Regions from separate parts of the Mus musculus genome. Here region 1 is linked to region 2. A link is a contact called in public HiChIP or PLAC-seq data. All regions are on one chromosome and are shown on one strand. Each heading gives the region's core, a stretch centred on a gene start, on an enhancer-like site or on the middle of the called end of the contact. The rest is flanking DNA. Distances are from core to core; before and after follow the strand shown.

Region 1 (5,077 bases), core at 134-2,633, 35 kb after region 2:
CAGGGCTCCACCCTGAGGCTACAGGTCCCTCCCTCTTACTATAGACAGCATACATGAAAAGAATTTCCCTTTCTCAGCTGAAACAGAAAAAAGAAGTCACTGGAACCCAAAAGATGAGAGAACCCCATCTCAAGGCTGAGAAACACGCAAACCAAGGAAGTGCTAAGCAGCCTTCTAGGCTCATCTCTTACTTGGAGAAACCTCAGAGAACCAGGCTGGACTGACCTATTTCCCTCGGCTTGCCTTGATTTCTAAGAGCCCGTGGACTCTACCGCGCACAAGGACACCCAATGAATGTTCGGAACGAATAAAAGGCTACATTTTCTAAATGCGAAAGGTGGCATATGGGCTGAGTAATGATATGTCTTGATATGTACAACCATGAATTTCGAAATTCCTTTTTAAAAAAAAAAAGTTAATTTAGAGATCCTGACTCGTATTCTTTTTGATATAGCAAAGTCCTAGGAACTCTATGTCCTTAAGCAAAGGCAGTCTCCACTCTGGTCCTCAGTTTCCTCTTGGGAGCAATGGAACACATGACCCATCCTCAGGGGAACTGTTTGAGATGGTGTCCTTAAAAACGTGTGTTGAAGCTCTCGGATACTGCTCTTAATAAGGTGCCTCAGGCTGGGCGGTGGTGGCGCACGCCTTTAATCCCAGCACTTGGGAGGCAGAGGCAGGCAGATTTCTGAGTTTGAGGCTGGCCTGGTCTATAAAGTGAGTTCCAGGACAGCCAGGGCTATACAGAGAAACCCTGTCTCGAAAAACCAAAAAAAAAAAAAACAAAAAAACAAAAAAACAACAACAACAAAAAAAACCCCTTCATTTCCTGACTTGAAAACTGACCGAAGTTTGCTTGGAGGGACCATCCATACCTCCAGAGAAAAGGATTTGGCTTTCCTAGGCTCAGGGGTCAGGCCTAAAGCTTTTGGGCCACAGGATATGCTCATAAACACTCTGCCCTCTCACCCCAAGATTCTGATTAAAAAAAAAAAAAATCAGCTCCCATTAAAAATGGTGAACCCAGAATGTAGTTCTACAGATACCACTTTCAAAAAGGTGGACGTTCATCTAAACTGGCTTTTAAACTTTGGGTTTCCTAATTAAACATCAGTGTAACATCCCATTTTCTCCCTTTTGTACAACCCCCAACTGAAGAGCTATCCACTGTCCTTTGTCAGCCCCCAGCTAAGGGGACAGAGGACTTTGGTGGCATGAGGGCCCTGCCTGGCCCTTGCTGTTGGCGGGTAACTTGGACAACTTCCACCTGCCACCTGTGTCTCTGAATCACTTCACCCTCAGCCAGCGCTTCAGCCCACCGTTAGTCTCCCACAGCTGCCTGGCCTCATCTATCTCAGCAGCCCTCGGCACTCCCCCACCCAGCCTGCCTGCTCTCTGTGCCCCACCCATTTCTTCCTGCTTCCCACAGATCCACAAGCCAGCACTCAGGAAACCTCTGGGAATGCAGTTGCTCCAGACAAATGTTTTCTTTCTGATAACAAAGCTGACAAAAGAATGCTTTCCCCAGATGGTTGAGGTACACTGCGGCATCTTATTAAGAGAAGTATCCGAGAGCTTCAACACATGTTTTTTTTTTGTTTGTTTGTTTGTTTTTCGAGACAGGGTTTCTCTGTATAGCCCTGGCTGTCCTGGAACTCACTTTGTAGACCAGGCTGGCCTCGAACTCAGAAATCCACCTGCCTCTGCCTCCCGAGTGCTGGGTTTAAAGGCGTGCGCCACCACACCCGGCTCAACACATGTTTTTAAGTACACCATCTCAAACAGTTACCCTAAGGATGGGTCATTTGTTCCACTGCTCCCAAGAGGAAACTGAGGACCAGAGTGGGGACTGCCTTTGCTTAAGGGCATAGAGTTCCTAGGACTTTGTTAAATCTAAAAAGATGAGAGCTGAAAGAAGTCCCATGGGACCCTTGGCTGAGTGACTGAGATACAACCAGAATTAGCAGCTGCTGACATTAAACCAAACCAGTCAGGTTCGGAAGCTCAGCTCTGAGAAGTTTGTGTTGAGTCCCATGTATGCTAACTGAACTGCTGGGACACAGGGCGGAGAACTGAGCTTCTGTGCGACGAAGAACCAGTCACGGGGTTTCAACAAAACCACGCTCACTGGAAGGATAAAGTGAGCGATCACTTGGAGTCAGCTGCTTCCATGTGTGTAACAGAGGTGTGGGGCAGTGGACAGGCTGCCTTCCATGTGTGTAACAGAGAGGCCCAGGGTCAGTGGACAGGGTACTGAAAAGCCAGATTCCAACAAAGAACGCAGCAGCCCAGCTGAGATGCACTCCTGCTCGAGTTGTTTGGTGGTTTGTTTGTTTGTTTGTTTGTTTTTTAAAGCTTGCAAACAAGATGATTTTCTTGGCTTCAGTTTCTTTCGTTTGCAGCATTAACACTGGTGGTGAGATTGTGTAGGAAACCCATCAGCAAACCTGTACACCTTTCTGTCCGTCTCCAAGCTGACTGCCAGCCACACTACCTGAATGTTCTCCAAACAGCTCCAACCCAACACATTCCAAACCAAAGCTGGCTCTGTACAGCCACCCTGCCCTCACTCAAGCACAAAGTCTGAGGAATCGGTGCTTCCTCGCCTTTCTCCCCAGTCTCCTTCAGCCATCAGGCCCCGCTTCCTTGATAGTCTACAGTAATTCCCTTGTTCTCTCTACTGCCCAATTGTCACTTCATTACCATTATGACCCCACCCAGCTGCTAGTCACTTTTGGTATCATATCTAAAGAAAGACATATGATGACCTGCAGTCACTCTTGGTATCATATCTAAAGAAAGACATATGACGACCCAACATGTGAGACTTACTAAACAAGTATTTACTGAGCACCTTCTATGTGTCAATCTTTCTCATAGGTAGGAAGACTGAACAAGGGACATAACTGACCAAAGTTTCTAGCCCAGGAGAGATGGCTTGGCAGTTAAGAGCATAACCCCGGTCTTGCTGAAGACCTGAGTTCAGTTCCCAGTACTTCAGGCAGCTCAAAACTACCTATAACTCCAGCTCCAGGGGATGCAACCACACTTTTCATCATAAGGACACTGAATTCTCAGGCACATACACATACGCATATGCACACACACAAATATATATATATATATAATTAAAAATATCTTAAATCTTTCCTGTTGAAAGTCAGTTGACTACTTTATGAAGAAATACAGGCCACTGCATGAATGTAGCTTTGTGGGAGGGAGTCTATACAGTTCTCTAGAAGTTCCATCTTAAAGAATTTTGTGATGAACCAAAAAAAAAACATTTTTTAAAAATTTTATAATATAATGTTCCCGCTACTCAGTTTTTTATTTTTCTTCTTCTTTTTTTTTTTTTTTCTCTATAAAGTCTCCCTTGATCTCTCTCTTCCTCCATCCAGTGAGAGGAGCCCGCCCCCTTCTGGATCTCAGCATCACATATGCCACGCTGGATTCAAGTTACCACTAACAAATCCGGTTCACCTTCCACAGTGACTCCAGCAGGTTGTTGGTTAATCTTCCTAAGCTTGGTGCCCTTTAAGGTTGTTAAACAAAAGCTGGTGGAATAAAGGCTCCTAAATCCAAATGCCTACATGCACACAGGCTTCTGGTATATTTTTACGGGCTGGGGAAATCTCCAATGCTTTCTATAGCTCTTCAGGTTGTGTTTTGTTCTCAGATTAAGGAAACTGCTCTCTGTGGGTTCAGAAAGAGCAGCTTTTCCTTAAGTGCCACTTGCTGGCTGAACAGAGCAGAGCTCTTTCGGTTAGGTGAAAACAGCTTTAATATGCAGAAATGATAAACGGTAGTTAGATGAAAATTACAAACTTAAAGGTCTAGAGACAGTTGGAGAATAAAACAGTGACAGTGACTCAAAATGCTAGTACTACAAAGGCTTGCTTATATTGTATTCAATAGCTCAAAATTGGCTTTATTATGCTTTTGGCTACATTCCTACTAAGTTTGAATCAGTATAGTTTAGGTGAGGTGCTACTACTGACACCTGGCCCAGAGTATCATCAGCTATGAACTGTGTGCAGAACACTGAGCTAGGACACCCATTTCCTCACATGTCATACCTGCACCTGGGATGCTCAGAGGAATAAATGTGAAGAGGACACAGTAAGTGTTCAATAAACTTAAAAGTATGCCACTGAGATCTGTGCTCTTAGCCCCAACTGATCACCATGGTAGTGACTTACTCTTCCAAACACTTCTAACCGTTACATATACTTCATTCCTCTGCCGCTTTGTCTTTTATTCACTATACTTATTTTGTGAAGGTGAGAGGATCCCCCAGAAAATCAAGGGACCGTGCCAAAATTCCTACTGTGGGAAGTAGCCTAGTGCTGGCACATCTAAGGAATTCGCTGAGCTGCCTTCTCTGGGCAGTTCTGGGAGAAGGCATGAAGGGTCAGAGGGAAGGCCAGGCAGCAATGGTTAATACCAAGCAATGCTGAAGCAAGGTGGGCGGGGAGAGTCCTGGTTAAAATGCCCAGTGCAACCAAACCCTGCCAGACCTCAAATTTATCAAATTTATCTACCTGGCACCCTGAAGATAGGTCTTGTCCCTGAAGAGTTTATAATAACAGTTAGGAAAGTATCCACAAATAACTCAGATAATTGCAGCAGACGCAGAGGCCGGATAAAGCACTAGCGTGAGCCTGGGCATGAGAAAGTCCAGGCAGAACTTTTTTATACAGCGTAGGAGCTTGCTATGTACTACAGATCTCCTAGGGTAAGATAAAGGTAGCCCTGAAAATAACTCAGACAGAGTAAGAGCTGCATGGCAAAGCCCTGGGAAGGGCATTCTGGGAGAGGATTAGAGTTAGAGGAGACCATGGTCATGTAAAAAAAATGGACTCTACCTCTAGGTGGAGACATGCCCTTTTCTCTTCCTGTAAAGGTTAATCCAATGGGGCAGGTTGGCATCCTGGCTGTAGGATCGTCTGTAGTAAGGCAGGCTCACTTTAGGATGTTCCTTCCCAGAATTCCTTCCTCCAAGGTTATCCTTGGCAGTCTGACTACCATGAGGTTCAGCTAGATGTGTAAGCCTTTCTCAAGACTGACTTAGAAGGTG
Region 2 (4,867 bases), core at 2,155-4,654:
AAAGACTCCAGACTTTGGGACAGTATAGTGGTTGGGGTGATTCTGAACTCTATGCAGAGAGCCAGGGTTTCAGTATATACCCCATATCACCTACAATCCCTGGTATTTGTGGCCTAGTGCATGTAATTTTGGGTAGAAGAAGAATACCAGAATCTGGAAAAGAAAAAAAATCTCAATATTTCCAGACATAAACTGCCCTCAGACAAAGGGTCTCCCAGCACCCCGGTTGTTCAGAAGTGAGCCAAGGGAGAGGGAACCCTGACTGCTTTCTAGAGTCCCTCGTAGGAGAAATGCGTCCCTTCCTCTCACACCCTCTGCACGTATCATGGTCTCTCTAGATTGGCTTCTCCTATGTTGTCCACTCAGCTGAGACCCTGGCAGGCTCAGCTCTGGGAACAGGGCCACACTTATCTTCATGTCAACTAGGGATACCCAGGTGTCAAAGGGCCCCCTCCTCATAACTGGGGCTCACAGAAGACAGACTCACAGCTGCCACCAAAAGGAGGATTGCTGCCTCATACCCAGGCCAGTGAGCAATACCTGAGCTCTGAATGGAGGCCTCACCATGTGCACCAGGACACCCTGGCCTGAGGTGGAGAGGAGGAGGGGGAAGGACCAGAGAACACAATATTCTGGGTGGCGTTCAGACTCCACGGACAACCCAGGAGGCAGAGTCCCTCCTAGGTCTGCGAGCGAGTATCTTACTCACGGTGCCCAAGCAGCCAGCTTGCATCTATACATGCTAAGAGAGCTCCTGGAAACCAGGCTGTATTCTATGGGCTCAAGTGTATCAAGCCCATACTAAGCCAGAGAAGAAAGGCACAGCTAACCCTGGCTAGCCAGTGGTAGTGACCAGGAGAAGAACACACTCCAAGTGACTTCCAGAGCCCCAAGGTGTGGCTTAATCATGTGGAGACACAAATGTAGCCCATCTGCCAGGCCACCTGCTCCCAAGCTCGGGACACACATGGCATGGCTTTCTGTCTGAGTATCAGGGCAGTAAGAGGCAATATCACCCAGAAGGCTGAGTGCTAGGGCACCTGGTCTGCCACCATTTCTTCCCCTAGACTTCATCAAGTCATGGTGCTGAAGGAAAACTTCAAAACCAGACCAGCCTCTAGCAGCACTTGAGGTCTGCTGGCTCTGGGATACTCAGGAACAGAGGCAGGAGTTGTCAGTGATGCTCAGGCTATGACCTGTGGAACACGGATGGGGACTGACTTATCTAGCCCCAAGGGACCTCTTTAAAATGGGAGTGGGTAAAGACTGGGCACATTTTTTTTTTTTTTTTTTGGCTAATGTTGCTCATGGACATGCTCCAGATCAGATTCCCCAAGCAGCGGGGGCTAGAGCAGCTCCCAGAAGCAGTCATGTAAATACAGATGTCTTCAGCAGATAGTTAATCCCTGATACACAATGGGTTTCAAACACACTTCTCTGTTCCTTCTTTGAATTCTTTCTTTACCAACTGCATTAGTTTTCTTACTGACTCAGTACTTAAATAAAGAGACCAGTTCATGAATGATGCTTCATCCTCCGATAAAAAATAATCTCTGTGCTTTTTAGTCTTCTTATAGATATAAAGGTTTTACATAGTTGCCTGGAAAAGTACCAAACTGCCTCGTCCTTCTCGAAGTGCCTGGAAGAAACACAACAAGCAAACAAAAAAACAGACACAGAATGAGAGGGCACATACAACTGAGTTCAGAGAAGATGCTGGAGATGCTGTAGAGTCCCCCCTTGGTAACAACCTCACACTGTGATTTGCAAAGCTGTATCATTTGGGCTATAAAATGATGGGCAGTGAGGAGGAGGACCCAGGCTCAGAGTTAACAGAATCTGAACCCAGGTCTTCTGTCTCCAGCCCCACTGTTCATCCCAATACTCTGTCCTTGCTGATGAAAAATGTTGGGTTGCAAAATCCATATTAGGTCCCTTCTGAAGATAACTGAGGTGTGCAAGGAAGATACTCAGCCCAACACCCTTCCTTCAGCCAGGACACCGCCTTCATTGGAGAACTGGTGTCCCTTCCCACCGGCTGGAGATAGAAGCACTCCTAGAGGAATCTCACTGCAAATTTATTCTCAACCTCTCCTTCTTTCTCTTCGTCTATCTTTCTCTCCTCTCTCTTTTTTTTCTCTTGAAACAGTCTTGCTGTACAGCTCAAGATTCATTAAGACATCAGGACTAATTTAATAGGTTTTTCTTTACTTTTTCAATGCGGCCTGTCTAAAGTTTTCAGTTTTACACTTGGCACACCTACTGTTTCTATGGGGCTGCAGTATGCTCTGTGGCCTTTAGCTTCCTGATAAGACTTTCTTTTGTAAAGAACTCCACAGGGAGGCCTGGCTTCTGGGAGGACAGAGCATTTTCTAAGAGGTTGGTAAGTGTGCGTGAAGTCTGTGGTACTCAGAGACAAACCCAGGCCTCATGCTTTAAACAAATGTTCTACCACTGAGCCTTGCAGAACCCTCCTTTGTTTTATTATTTGAGCTGGTTGCTTTTCTTCAAGTTATTAGAAGCCTAGAATAACTACAATGATGTGAGGAACATCCACACATGTGCTCGAACTTTATGGTGGAGACCTAGTCATGTTCGTGTTCTCCACTCCTGTCCACCCCCCACCCTGGTAGTTTTTTTTTTTTTTTTGAGACAGGACTTCTATATATATCCCTGGCTGTCCTGGAACTCGTTCTATAGAATCGGCCGCCTGCCTCTACCTCCCAAGTGCTGGATTAAAGGCATGAACTACCACTGTCCAGACCTTGTGTTGTTTCTTGAGAGTTTTAAAGGTGGAATCTTTAAATATTAAAGACATATACACAATAGAAATATAAACGGAACCCAATTAACAGCAGTGACAAATGTGGCACTGCGGTCTGACATAGACTCTGGCATATCTTGGCTTTAGGTTCTACTCAGTGACATTCATACGACCTTGAGATGAGTGGCCCAGCATTCCTAGGGGCTGGAAGATTGCTTTTTACATGTCTCATCATTCTTAGTCCTTCTTCCAATACACTACTAGGAAGAAAAGCATGATGGGATTCTTACCAACAAACCATCCATCGTCACATTTTTCCATGACATCAACAATATCTCCATCTCGGAGTTCCAACTCATCATCGTTCTGTGGCACATAACTATATAACGCTTGGTAGCTACACCTACAAACCAGAGGAAGGACCAGTGAGTGGCTCAGCTGCCGACAGAATCTGATGCCCATCTACAAATCCCAACACTGTAAACCCAGCATCGATGTAATGTTTCCCACTTAATGTTGAAAGCATTTTATTGACTAGTGCTCTAGCATTGAAGAAATGCATTAAATCAATTAAGGCCAACAGGGGTTGGGGGACTTCTGATGATCAAGTAATGGTTAAACTTAGTTGTTTTTTTTTTCCTCATTACCATGGGAAACCTTTATTGTCTACAGCCTCTCCCTAGCCTCTATCCACTTTACTACCTTTAAAGTTAACCACGCCCCTTTTTATAATAGGATAATATAGGTAGATAATTAAGAATAATAAGCAGTTATTTAGTTCCAGGATTATTAAATTCTGGCAATCAATGTTAGAGAACAAAAAGCAATTGTACAAACGGGATAGATTATGCACAGGCAGAAAATTGTACATTCCCGGTTAAATGTATTGGCTCATGTTTGTGTTCTTAGCATGTAGGAAGCTGAGGTAGGAAGACGTCACTGAGTCTAAGGCCACTCTGTGCTGCACATTGAGCTCCTGGCTTACAGAGTAAGACCCAGACGGGTCAAGGACACCACAAGCAAACCCTTAGGGGCTCACTGAGACCGAAACAATAGTCAGGGAGTCTGCATAGGTCTAACCTAGGCCCTCTGCATATATTCTGTAGTTGTGCAGCTCAGTGTTGTGTGGGACTCCTAATAGAGGGAGCAGCAGCTACTTCTGACACTTTTTCCTGTTTTGTGACCCAGGGGTGGGGAGAGGGACTGGGAAAAGAGGAGGCAGGGAAAACTGGTGTCTGGATAAAATATGAGAGAACAAATTAATAAAAATATCAAAACCCCTCAGAGCAATACTAATTAAAACTAAGATAGCACATTCCCATTGTCTCACTGTGTGGGGGCCCTCTTCCGAACAGCCCGAAAACTCACTGCTTCTGCTCCACCCAAGGATAGCTGCAGATAAGGTTTTGTTGACTTGCTCTTTGGCCTAGGACATCTGGTCTGTGCTGCTCTGTGCTCTGATAACAGTGAGGCTCATTGTGAAACTGGCATCAGCTTCAGCAGCAAGGGAGAGCTTTGTTTTCATTCTCCTCTTACCAAATGCTTCTGGGGCATCTAATGTGCACCACCAATGTCACAATTCATTTTAAAACACCACGGTAGCACCAGCATTTTGTAAATGTGCCAATCAAATGCCATTTCCAATAATGCCAGTGAATTCCAATGTGGAGTAAGAGAGATTAGACAGCACATGGCGCTGGCTTAAAGCACTAACAGGCTTGTACTGACTGTCACACACAGGATCCTGTTTTCACCACTTGTCCCAGTGTGTTGAGATCTTGGTGGAAGGATCTGGGTGTGAGTGGGAAGGTCTCGTAACGAGGAATGGGAGAGATGAAGATAGCTTTCAAGTTGGTAAGTGAATACCTTGTCTCCTGTTTCTGTATTTATTTCTTACCTAGCTTGGATTCCTACCGCTGGATGTGTAATACATGTATGTCCTCACTAGCTTCTGAAACTGCCCGTCCCCTTAATTTCCACTATAACTGCTTTGCTAGAGAATGTTCTTTAAAATAACTCTGCTTGTCTGTCTGCAAACCGTGGAGAAAGACCAGAGAAAATATGTACCCTTTTGGCCTTAGTTCTAAAGGTCCCCTGTGGCTC

The links. HiChIP or PLAC-seq counts read pairs in DNA pulled down with a chosen protein or histone mark.
Region 1: an H3K27ac HiChIP or PLAC-seq map of extraembryonic endoderm stem cells shows a contact between it and region 2. The contact joins the enhancer-like site here to the promoter of A930028N01Rik in region 2. A contact is called at or near these places in 3 of 484 Hi-C or Micro-C datasets (embryonic stem cells and stem cell-derived neural progenitor cells), 4 of 115 datasets of contacts at active chromatin or transcription factors (embryonic fibroblasts, embryonic stem cells, extraembryonic endoderm stem cells and 1 more) and 3 of 9 other capture datasets (adipose tissue, liver and pancreatic islet).

Annotation. Positions count from the first base shown.
Region 1 is chr19:40,330,673-40,335,749 of GRCm38.p6, forward strand. All of the region lies in intron 20 of Sorbs1 (sorbin and SH3 domain containing 1), which reads right to left. Among named protein-coding and RNA genes, the nearest start is that of A930028N01Rik, 36 kb to the left of the region's middle. Within about 2 kb of position 1,384, at least 28 of the 459 cell types and tissues checked have an H3K27ac peak or open chromatin away from gene starts, as enhancers often do. A contact at or near this core is called in adipose tissue and extraembryonic endoderm stem cells, where this site is marked.
Region 2 is chr19:40,293,478-40,298,344 of GRCm38.p6, forward strand. A930028N01Rik (a long non-coding RNA gene) reads left to right here and starts at 3,405. Exons shown (of 2, transcript XR_386702.4): 1 at 3,405-4,618. It overlaps Sorbs1 (sorbin and SH3 domain containing 1), which reads right to left. Exons shown (of 29, transcript NM_178362.1): 28 at 3,055-3,167; 29 at 1-1,639. The coding sequence ends at 1,572.